2 separate regions of the Lactuca sativa genome follow, and region 1 is linked to region 2. The links are chromatin contacts, called in public Hi-C maps. All regions are on one chromosome and are shown on one strand. Each heading gives the region's core, a stretch centred on a gene start, on an enhancer-like site or on the middle of the called end of the contact. The rest is flanking DNA. Distances are from core to core; before and after follow the strand shown.

Evidence for each region. A called contact is a pair of places that touch in the nucleus more often than the background predicts.
Region 1: a Hi-C map of bud shows a contact between it and region 2, with 5 times the contacts expected there. The contact joins the promoter of LOC111878737 here to the promoter of LOC111878731 in region 2. A contact is called at or near these places in 3 of 4 Hi-C or Micro-C datasets (bud and leaf).

The regions. Positions count from the first base shown.
Region 1 is chr5:349,767,339-349,772,277 of Lsat_Salinas_v11, reverse strand. It overlaps LOC111878737, which reads left to right and starts at 2,571. Exons shown (of 9, transcript XM_023875241.2): 1 at 2,571-3,263; 2 at 4,160-4,345; 3 at 4,419-4,511; 4 at 4,601-4,783; 5 at 4,865-4,939. The coding sequence starts at 3,039.
Region 2 is chr5:349,563,032-349,568,167 of Lsat_Salinas_v11, reverse strand. LOC111878731 (probable serine/threonine-protein kinase WNK4) reads left to right here and starts at 3,402. Exons shown (of 8, transcript XM_023875235.3): 1 at 3,402-3,765; 2 at 3,884-4,012; 3 at 4,554-4,819; 4 at 4,909-5,132. The coding sequence starts at 3,760.

The sequences.
Region 1 (4,939 bases), core at 1,322-3,821, 200 kb before region 2:
AAACTACATGATTCATGCATGGATGAAAGGAAAGGACCAAGATTGCATTTTTATGATACTATACACCCTAAAACGTCTGAATGAGCAACTCAAAAGCTCTGGAGTATTCCATACTCACAAAAATGAAGGTTTTAAGACAAAAAGGTCATAAATCTAAGCTTAAACAAGATCTAGCAAAGTAAGCTCCAAGGTATGAAATTTATACCTCCTGAAGATTCACAAGGATGAAAAGAATTTGGATTTGAAAGCTTGAGAGCAATACCACTACTTTAAAGGATTTCCTTCATCACCAAGAACACAAAAATATCACTTAAAATCTTTAATTTTGGCACACAAGGGTTAGGCTTTCGAGATGAGGGCTAAAAGGGATGGAGGCTGGAGGTAAGGAAAAGGTTTGAGGCCATAAAGTTCTTTAAATATGTTCCAAACCCTAAAAATTATGGTTTGAAGTCTTCGTGAGTACGCCCAACATACTCTTTCGTACACCCAACGTATGCAACAACCTCCTCACCATCACTTAGTGTACTACGCTCGACGTACCAAACGCCCCACGTAAGGACCATTTTTGCAAATAATTTTATACTTTAAGGTTAAAAATGAAAGATACTTGGAACACAGGTGTTACAATATACGTATTCATATATGAATATGACATGTTTCGTCGACCCTATATTCTGGAACACTTAAGCGACATATTCGAAACAAGTGACTCAAATTCATTTCCTCATTCGCAACCTTTTTTTTCTCAATTAACTCTCTCTCTCTCTTTCTCTTTGTCTCTTTCTCTCTCTCTCTCTCTATATATATATATATATATATTATATCATATCTCATTTGAAATGAACTTAAACCATTATGGACCATCATAGTCAGACGGTCGTCCGTTGCTGCCATTCGCCTCTAGAAACCTCTAAATCCTCATCGTAGAACATTTCATACCACCTACCTACACTCTGAAGCTTATGTACCACAAAAATTCGCATGACAACATCAAACATGATCCACAATTGGTTGTTCATCGGACTGCCGCTCTGAATCGTCTCTCACTGTCGCACCAACAACAGTTCCCTCTCTCTTGTTTTTACTTTCTCATCTATTACCTTCCTTATCTCTTCATTTTCCTACCTTGTAACCTAAACCAAATTCATATATGCTTGTTCATCGCTGACCTGAACCTCTTTTGCTTGGCGCCTTGGCGATCGATTTTTAGGTTTTTATGGGGATTTTTCAAAATGGTTGTAGAGGTGGTTTGATGGTAGAGGTGGTAGTGGCGGCCAGGTTTTTCAAGTGGTGTATGGTGGTTGATTGATTTCAAGTTTATTTGATGATTATGTTTTTCAAATAAGGTATGATGGTTGATTTAATTCAAGTTTATTTTATGATTTTCAGGTTTTTTGCTGTGGTTATCGGTGGATGGTTATGACTACTGTTAGTTATCAGTTCATTTAGTAGGGGTGGTGGTGGTGGGAGTGAGAGTGAGTCTCATATATATATATAAGGGGTTAGGTTATTTTGTTTCTTACATTTATTGTGTGCTACAATGCACCAATAGGAATTTAGTAAATGAAATAATTATTTAATTAAATAAATATAGATATTAAATGATTTCTATAATTATATGTATATTAAATGATATCCATAATTATAATTATCTTTTTATGGAAACTAATTAAATTCGTCATTAATGTCAGCAATAACATTCTTTCAGAATGAATTCGCATCTAGGTTTTATATATGAGTTAGTATTTTGTTTCAGGACCCACTAACTTAAAATACAATAAAGTTGCATAGAATATGAAGAACGAGAGTGTATTCTATTATAATACATTCTTATTCTGCTGGAATACACTCTCATTCTTCTAGATATGATTTCATTCTGAAAGAATATTATTATTGACATTAATGACAAATTTAATTAGTTTCCATAAAAATGAGTTATAAATATGGATAAAATTTAATATACATATAATTAATATTAAATTCCTATTGGTGCATTCTAGCACATAATATATGTGAGAAACATTTGAACCTACCTCTCTCTCTCTCTCTCTCTCTATATATATATATATATATATATATATATATATATATATCCCTTAATTTATTTTTTAATTAATAAATAATAAACAAATAATAACAAATACTAAAAATATATATATAAAAAGCAATGATATTTTTCTGTTTGTAAAAGTCAAATGCTTAATTTTGACCAGATTACATGAAAATTTTCAATAATCTAGTCAAATACTTATACTTAATCTTAACCAAATTACATGAAAATTTTCCTACTATTGTACTTGTAAACAATAAATAATATATTGTTATATTTATATTTAGTAATAATATATTTTGCAATAATTGAAAATTTTGACAAATTATGATGCTATTTTTCGCCATCAACCGCAAATTATGTTGTCACTCTATCATCATTTTTTAGGATGATTATTGTAATTAAAAAAAAAAAAAAAAAAAAAAAAAAAAAAAAGAAGGATAAGACAGTAAGAGTAAGGTAACTAATACTCTAGGGGTTGCATTTCGCGAAATTTCTCATCAGATTATAAATTGTAAAAGAACACATGCTCTTTGCTAATTGCTCTAAAATTATCCCTTCGCTTCCAGGGCGTCGCGTATCGTGCTCGGTTCAGAGATCGATACATAACATACATAAAGAGACAATATATTTAACCTATGCGTACACTTTCTGTATATCTCTATATCCATGTCAGAGTAACCGACGAAGAAGAAAAGATCGAGAGGTGAGCCTTCTGGATTTGGGCTCTATAGATAAGCGTATACACAACATAGAGAATTCCGTGTGTATTCTTTCTCCATAAACCCTTCAAACCTTTTTCCAAATTTTCCTTGTTTTCCCCTCAATTTTGCTTCCGATTCTACAATCATGGTTTTGCTATCACATTCAAAACCCCCTTTTCTGTGCGAATTTCGGGGAATTTGACTGATATTTCCAAGGGTTTTTGCGTTACCATAAATATACGATACACCTATATCTTTTTTCATTTCCTCTTGGTTCTTTTTGAATGGGCGATCTTGCTATGGAAGAGGATCGCCCGTTTTCGCCCACGTTTGCCGCACCATTGTCTAATCCGGATCCGAATTCGATTCGGGCGGAGACTTGGGTTTTAGCTGAAGACCCGGTTCGGGAAGTGTTGAATTGCATCCACCCGACTTTGGATTCTGATGAGAAGAGGAAAGACGTGATTGAATACGTGCAGAAGCTCATCAGATGCAATCTCCGATTAGAGGTTAATTAGACTCAGTTACTCCATAATTTCTTGTTTTTATGCTTCATTTTGCATGCGTAAATCTTGTCCGTCATCCGTGTTCTGGGTTATACCGTTTATAATGAACTTTGATCTGATTGCGCATACTATTTCTTTAATCATTTTGATTATATTCTTCGAGTTGCTTCTGAAGCTAAACATCGAAACACCCCCTTGTTGCAAGTGTTATATGTTCAATCGCGAAGCTGTTATGTAGCTATGTAATTGATGTTTAAGCGACTGGATTGAAGTCTAGAACAATTGATATTCTCTGTTTGAGTCCACTTGTATTTTTAGCATTTTTTGATGCGTATTGTTCATTATCTTGTTCGTGACTTTGGTATTTAGTCTTAGAAGACAAGTGTTTCTTTCAAGTTGCATTCTTAGATTTTACTGACAAGTTATGGAATCCACAGTTAAAAAAGAATTTGATTGATCATATAACATGCCCAAGAATCTCAGAAAGCAATATGAGAATTTTGCTTATAGCTTGATGCTATCGTTGCATATTCTTCTCCTGAAATGAAAATTGAGTGAAAAGAAAAAAACTTTATACTCATCTAATCTTGAATTAATTCAAGGAACAGTGAACATATATCTCTTGTATTATATGTTTTCTTTCCCTGTTTCTTGTTTCACTGTTTAATTTTAACCTTTTGCTACATCACACGACTCTGTTGTTTTTTGTATCCTATTTTTTGGCTTTACTTGGGTTATTTCAAGAAATGGTTCATGATATCTTTTTCTATTCTATTTTTATTGTTTTCTCATCCATTTTCTTGTTTCGTTAATGTATTTTAACTTTTTGGTACATTACACATCCTTCTTTTATGGATCATATCTTTTTGATCTAACTTTTGGTGGTGCACTTGTTATAGGTATTCCCATATGGTTCAGTGCCACTCAAGACTTATCTGCCTGATGGAGACATTGATCTAACAGTCCTTAGTACTCCTAACTTGGATGAAAATTTGCCTCGTGAAGTTCTTCGTGTTCTTCAAGAAGAAGAGCAGAATGGAAACACTGAGTTTATACTGAAGGATACCCAATTCATCGATGCTGAGGTAATCTAATCCTCATAGCTTTATCACTTTCTTTTATGTGAAAATGACTAAAAAACCGATTTTTTATTGGCAGGTGAAGCTCGTGAAATGCCTTGTTCAAGACATTGTCATAGATATATCATTTAATCAGCTGGGTGGACTTTGTACATTGTGTTTTCTTGAACAGGTATCATCTTATTATGCTTTATGTCAAATTTTTAACATCATCATTCTTGATTATTTAAAATTTGAACCTTTCTTGAATCTTTGATGCAGGTTGATCGCCTTGTTGGCAAAGATCATCTTTTTAAACGCAGTATTATTTTGATAAAAGCATGGTGTTACTATGAAAGTCGTATACTTGGGGCTCATCATGGGTTAATTTCTACTTATGCATTGGAAACTTTAGTCCTATACATATTCCATGTCTTCAATGCATCTCTAAATAGCCCCACAGAGGTAATAATAAAATCTCTTCCCTTTATTTCATACTAAATCATAGTTCAATTCCACCAATCATCTATTTTTGCCCCTTTTTAGGTTCTCTACAGATTTTTGGATTATTATAGCAAGTTTGACTGGGATGAATATTGCATTAGTTTGGATGGTCCGGTT
Region 2 (5,136 bases), core at 2,153-4,652:
TATATATAAATATTACTGACTTATAATATTATAAAGTATTAGTTTTGAAACTATTCAAAACTAATTAATTTCATAACTTATGTGTTTAAAGTAGTTTTAATTAAAAGACTCTTCAAGTTCCATAACTTGAGGACAAGTTATGGAAGACTTTAAACTAATAAAAGAATGTAACTTTTCCTTATTTTGTAACTTATGAAATTAATTAAGGTTACATATTTTATTACTTAATGAAGTGACTCTTGAACCTCCATAACTTGAGGACAAGACTCTTCATTTTTTGTAACCATTCCCAACTTTTATGAGTTTTATGAAACTTAAATGTGACTTTTCATATAACTTGAGGACAAGTTACAAAAACACATTTTAGAATCAACTTTTAGATTAAAATGGATTGAAAACAACTATTCAATTAACTTTTCTATTAATCTAAGCAACTCATATGAACAAATATAATACACATCAAACTTTTCCATGTAATTAGCAATACTCTTAAACTAATACAAAACATGAATCTATTGACAATTATCTTTGAAATTGGATTAGCATGAACATTACCACATCAATAACAAGTTTATAAGTCCAAAAACATCTTAGGGTAATGTTCCTAGTCCAATTCCAGCCAAAACAATCGAATATATGCTGTCTGGGGGTCCAACTCGTCGAGTGCACGAACCAACTCGGCGAGTTGGATGCTTTTTGTCTTGGAATCGACGAGTCCATCGGTGGACTCGGCGAGTTTGCTGTGTAGACAACACCAAAATTCGATTTTAAGCCAATTTTTGCAAGTATAACAAGAAAACAAACCTAGGCTCTGATACCACTGTTGGGTTTTGAGCATTCTAACACTCCTATGGTGTACATGCAACCCTATAAACCTTGGATCTATGTTTTTCTCTATTATACATGCAAATAATAACTTTCCAAGGCTTTAATCCTAACTAGCATACTATGAGGAAACTATACTACAAAGACTAGTTAGATGACATACCTTTTGGTGTAGCTTGATGTCTTCAAGCTTTAACAGCTTAGCCACAATAGTGTGGAAGCCTCAAGTGGAATCACAAATCACCAAAACAACTTGGAAGACTTTGAGAATAAGAATACTTTGGTTCTCTCTAGTGAAATCGGCTAGCCCTCTTAGTGTACCCACACTAGTGCCAATTTCACCAACCAAGGACATCTTTATATAGTGTGGAGACTAGGGTTAAACCCATGACCTTTCATTTCATATGATCCATGGGTTAAACGCTCCATGGACTATCCATGAAATCTTAGCCCAACCTAAATGAACTTGGCCCATCACACACATATATCTAAAAGTCCATATTTAATTAGTTTATTTTGATCACTTAATTAATTCTAAATTAAATCTTGATCAATACTAATTAAATAATATGATTCCATATTAATATATTAGAACTTATAATATATTACTATAATCATAAATATACTATTCTCAAAAGATTATCCATATAAATTGTGCCGGTGAAGTGCAACCCAAATAGACCATGCCGGGTCGGGTCAAGTACATACCAAATATAGTTATGGACTTAGACATTAATCCAAAACCACCCTTTTACAATGACATCACAACGCATCCAGGACATGTATTCAGCTAAATCCTTTCCTGATTTTCGCGATGGACCCATCAACTAAACCAACCTTATTTTTGGCAAAGAGAAAGTTCATCATCTCTTGAGACCAATCTGTATAGTTGTTGTCATTGAGAGTTTTGTTGACATGCATCTATTTGGAGTAATCAGATGCATGAATGTAAAATGTGGAGTTCTTATTTGGAACGCCATTGTTCTTCTTCAGGTTTGAACTCTCTGCAGTGCTTGTCATGATTGTCGATCGATTAGGGTTTGGTGTGTTTGGTTAAAACCCGCTCTGATACCATCTAGAAATTGACAACATAAATATTCGGATTCTTTTATTGATCAATAGAAGGTTTAAATACATGGAAAAAGATAAAAAATGGAATGACCTAACTTAAGGCACAAGCTAATAAAAATTATACATAAACAATATCTAATATGTAAATAATATCTAAATTCCAATAACTTGTAGTCCTTAACGATTAGCTTAATAATTCTTATCACATACCATGACATGTATTATAGTATCACGTCCCTAAAATTAGCATAAAATATTATCCAAATTCTTTTTTTTTTTCAAAAAAATTGTTATTAATGACTAGTCAGATTAATCAAAATTATCTGGCCACATTTTAACATCACACACACCCTCAAATATGTAATATGAGACTTCAAATACGATGATATGGATAATGTCATTTATACAAGGGCATACATAATACATTAAATTTCATATAGTTTAATTGATTATCACTCTATATTCCATGCAATTCTATTATTTTTTTTTTCCAACAATACATTAAATTTTATGAAGTTCAATAAAACATATTCAAATGTTTATCTAAGTATTGAATTTTTTTTTTCCATTAAACGATTCAGTTACCATTGAGCTACAAAGTCATTGAATGACAAGGTGCCATTGGTAGCTCATAAATATGAGTCATAATGGTAAAGTTTCATCAATTGGATGATAACTAGAGTTTCCACCTCATTCAACTCTCCTGACTCCTATTGTGGATGCTTTGAGTTTCGGTAAAAGTTACGTTTGGCATGTAAATCGGTCAACACCAAACCAATCCTAAACCGAAAAACCGAAAACCATACCGAATGCTACTAACCGGTTCCGGTTCTACTAAGAGGGTGTTTGACAAAGCTTATTTGAAAAGACTTATGAGTTTTTGACTTATAACTTATTTGGTGAAATAATGAGTTTTTAATAAATAAGGGATAAGTTACTTATCACTTTTTGACTTATTAGAGGTTACCAACAACTATATATTATTTTTTATCCAAATACTTTTTTTGACTTATACCGATACCAAACCAGTAATAAGTCAAAAAATTCTTTTTTTTTAAGCTTTGCCAAACACCCCCTAACAAGTATGCTGTCTAAGAAGGTGTTCAAAACCATAATCGGTCCAAACCAGATTAGAGCCGAAAACCAAATAAACTGCAAACTAAAAATCAATAACCGAACTGAATACCACTAAACGATTCCGATTCTATCTTTCGGTTAAAATATTCATCCCTACGTTACGTTAAGTACGTTTTAAAATCGGATGAAATTTTGGAAACGATGGACTTTCATTTGGCACCCTTTTAATATCTTATAATTCATATTTTTTCTAAACTTGAAGGACTATTCATATAACTTTTGAATATTAGCCCTTGAAGGAAAGCTTCCAGCCATTCAATCAGTAGTCAACAACAAGAAGCACTTCTTCCTTCTCCTTTTGTCTTATCAACCCACCCAACCCCACCCCACTCACGCGTGGCTCCAACTAACTATGGCCACAGATCCTAAAGCTCAAAGATCCTTATCGTCGTCATTTGTCTCTCACCTTCATCTCCATTCTTGAAACTTTTTGAGTTTTGACTCACACAAGAGTCCAATTCCTCTGGATTACCCACACACATTTTTCATAAATATTCCCTTGTCAATTCAAACCTAGACCCACCTGTTCAAATTCCTCAACCTTCGTAATTTTTACTTCACCCAAAATCAGAGGTTTACTAGCATGAATTCTTTAATTAAGAAGTTAAAAAACAACGACTTGTCAAAGGTAGTAGAGATGAATATGGCTGATTCTTGGATACTGCAGCAGATTAACTGCAATCGTCATTTTTGGCTCATGTTTGGTGTCTTCTTCTGTGAAAAATAATGACGGTAAAAACCCTAAAAATCTTTATTTAGATAGTGGGTGCTCTTCTTTTTTTCTCTGTTCTCCTCTGGTTTCATATTCTTACATTAATACACGTATCTTCTTCAACTTTATATTATATAGTTTCTTAAGCAACTTTTGGGGTCAAGAAAAGCTGCAGCCATGCTTAATCCCAAATCAAGATCTCCTTCTGGTGATGAAGATGCTCGTCATCGCTATGTTGAGACCGACCCAACTGGTCGATATGGTCGGGTATGATGACTACTTTGATGGGTCATTCTTGCAATTGTTTCTTTTGATTGTTAAAGTATTGGTGAATTTTAAGCCCTAGAATTTGATTATGTGGAATTTCATCATGTGATGGGCTTCTATAAAGATTTTAGAAATGGAATTCCAAAATGGAGTTCTAATCCATTGAGGACTTTTACGTTTGATTCCTTTCAGAAGAATGATGAAAGTACTCACCTTTGATGTTATTTGATGCCGCAAAATGAAATTTTGATGCAATCTTTATAAAATGAATGGCCTTTTTGGAGTTAAAACTCTTGCATATGAGAAAATAATCTAATCTTGATGATCGTTGAACAAATTTGGTGGTTTAAATTGATCTGAAAATCATAGCGAAACTAGTGGCAGAGTTATTTTTATTTTTATTTTATTTGTTTACACTGCAAATTTCTTTTCAGAGCATGCACGTGCATACCCTGCACAGACCATGTATGATGACAATGGTCTTTTGGTTTCTTGATTCACAGTGATTTTAATTTCAATTTTAATTTTTTTTAATGAGCAGTTTAAGGAAGTTCTTGGAAAAGGGGCAATGAAAACTGTATACAAAGCCATTGATGAAGTTCTTGGAATGGAAGTTGCGTGGGGCCAAGTGAAGCTTAACAACTTGCTCAGATCTCCTGAAGACTTAAAACGTCTCTACTCAGAGGTTCACCTTCTTGGCACCCTCAATCATGATTCAATCATCAAATTCTACACCTCATGGATTGATGTGGATCGAAGAACCTTTAATTTCATTACTGAATTGTTCACTTCAGGAACCCTCAAAGAGTAATCTTTTCTTTATCACACTAATTAATTATCAATACATTTTCCTTCTTTTGCTAATTCTTTATGTGTATGTATGTATGAATGTTCAGATACAGGAAGAAATATAATAAAGTGGATATCCGGGCCATAAAGATTTGGGCCCGCCAGATTCTCTCGGGCCTGATTTATCTTCATGGGCATGATCCGCCTGTGATCCATAGAGACCTTAAATGTGACAATATTTTTGTAAATGGGCATTTGAGTCAAGTAAAGATTGGTGATCTTGGCCTTGCAGCTATTCTTCGTGGCTCTTTTAGAGCACATACAATCATTGGTAC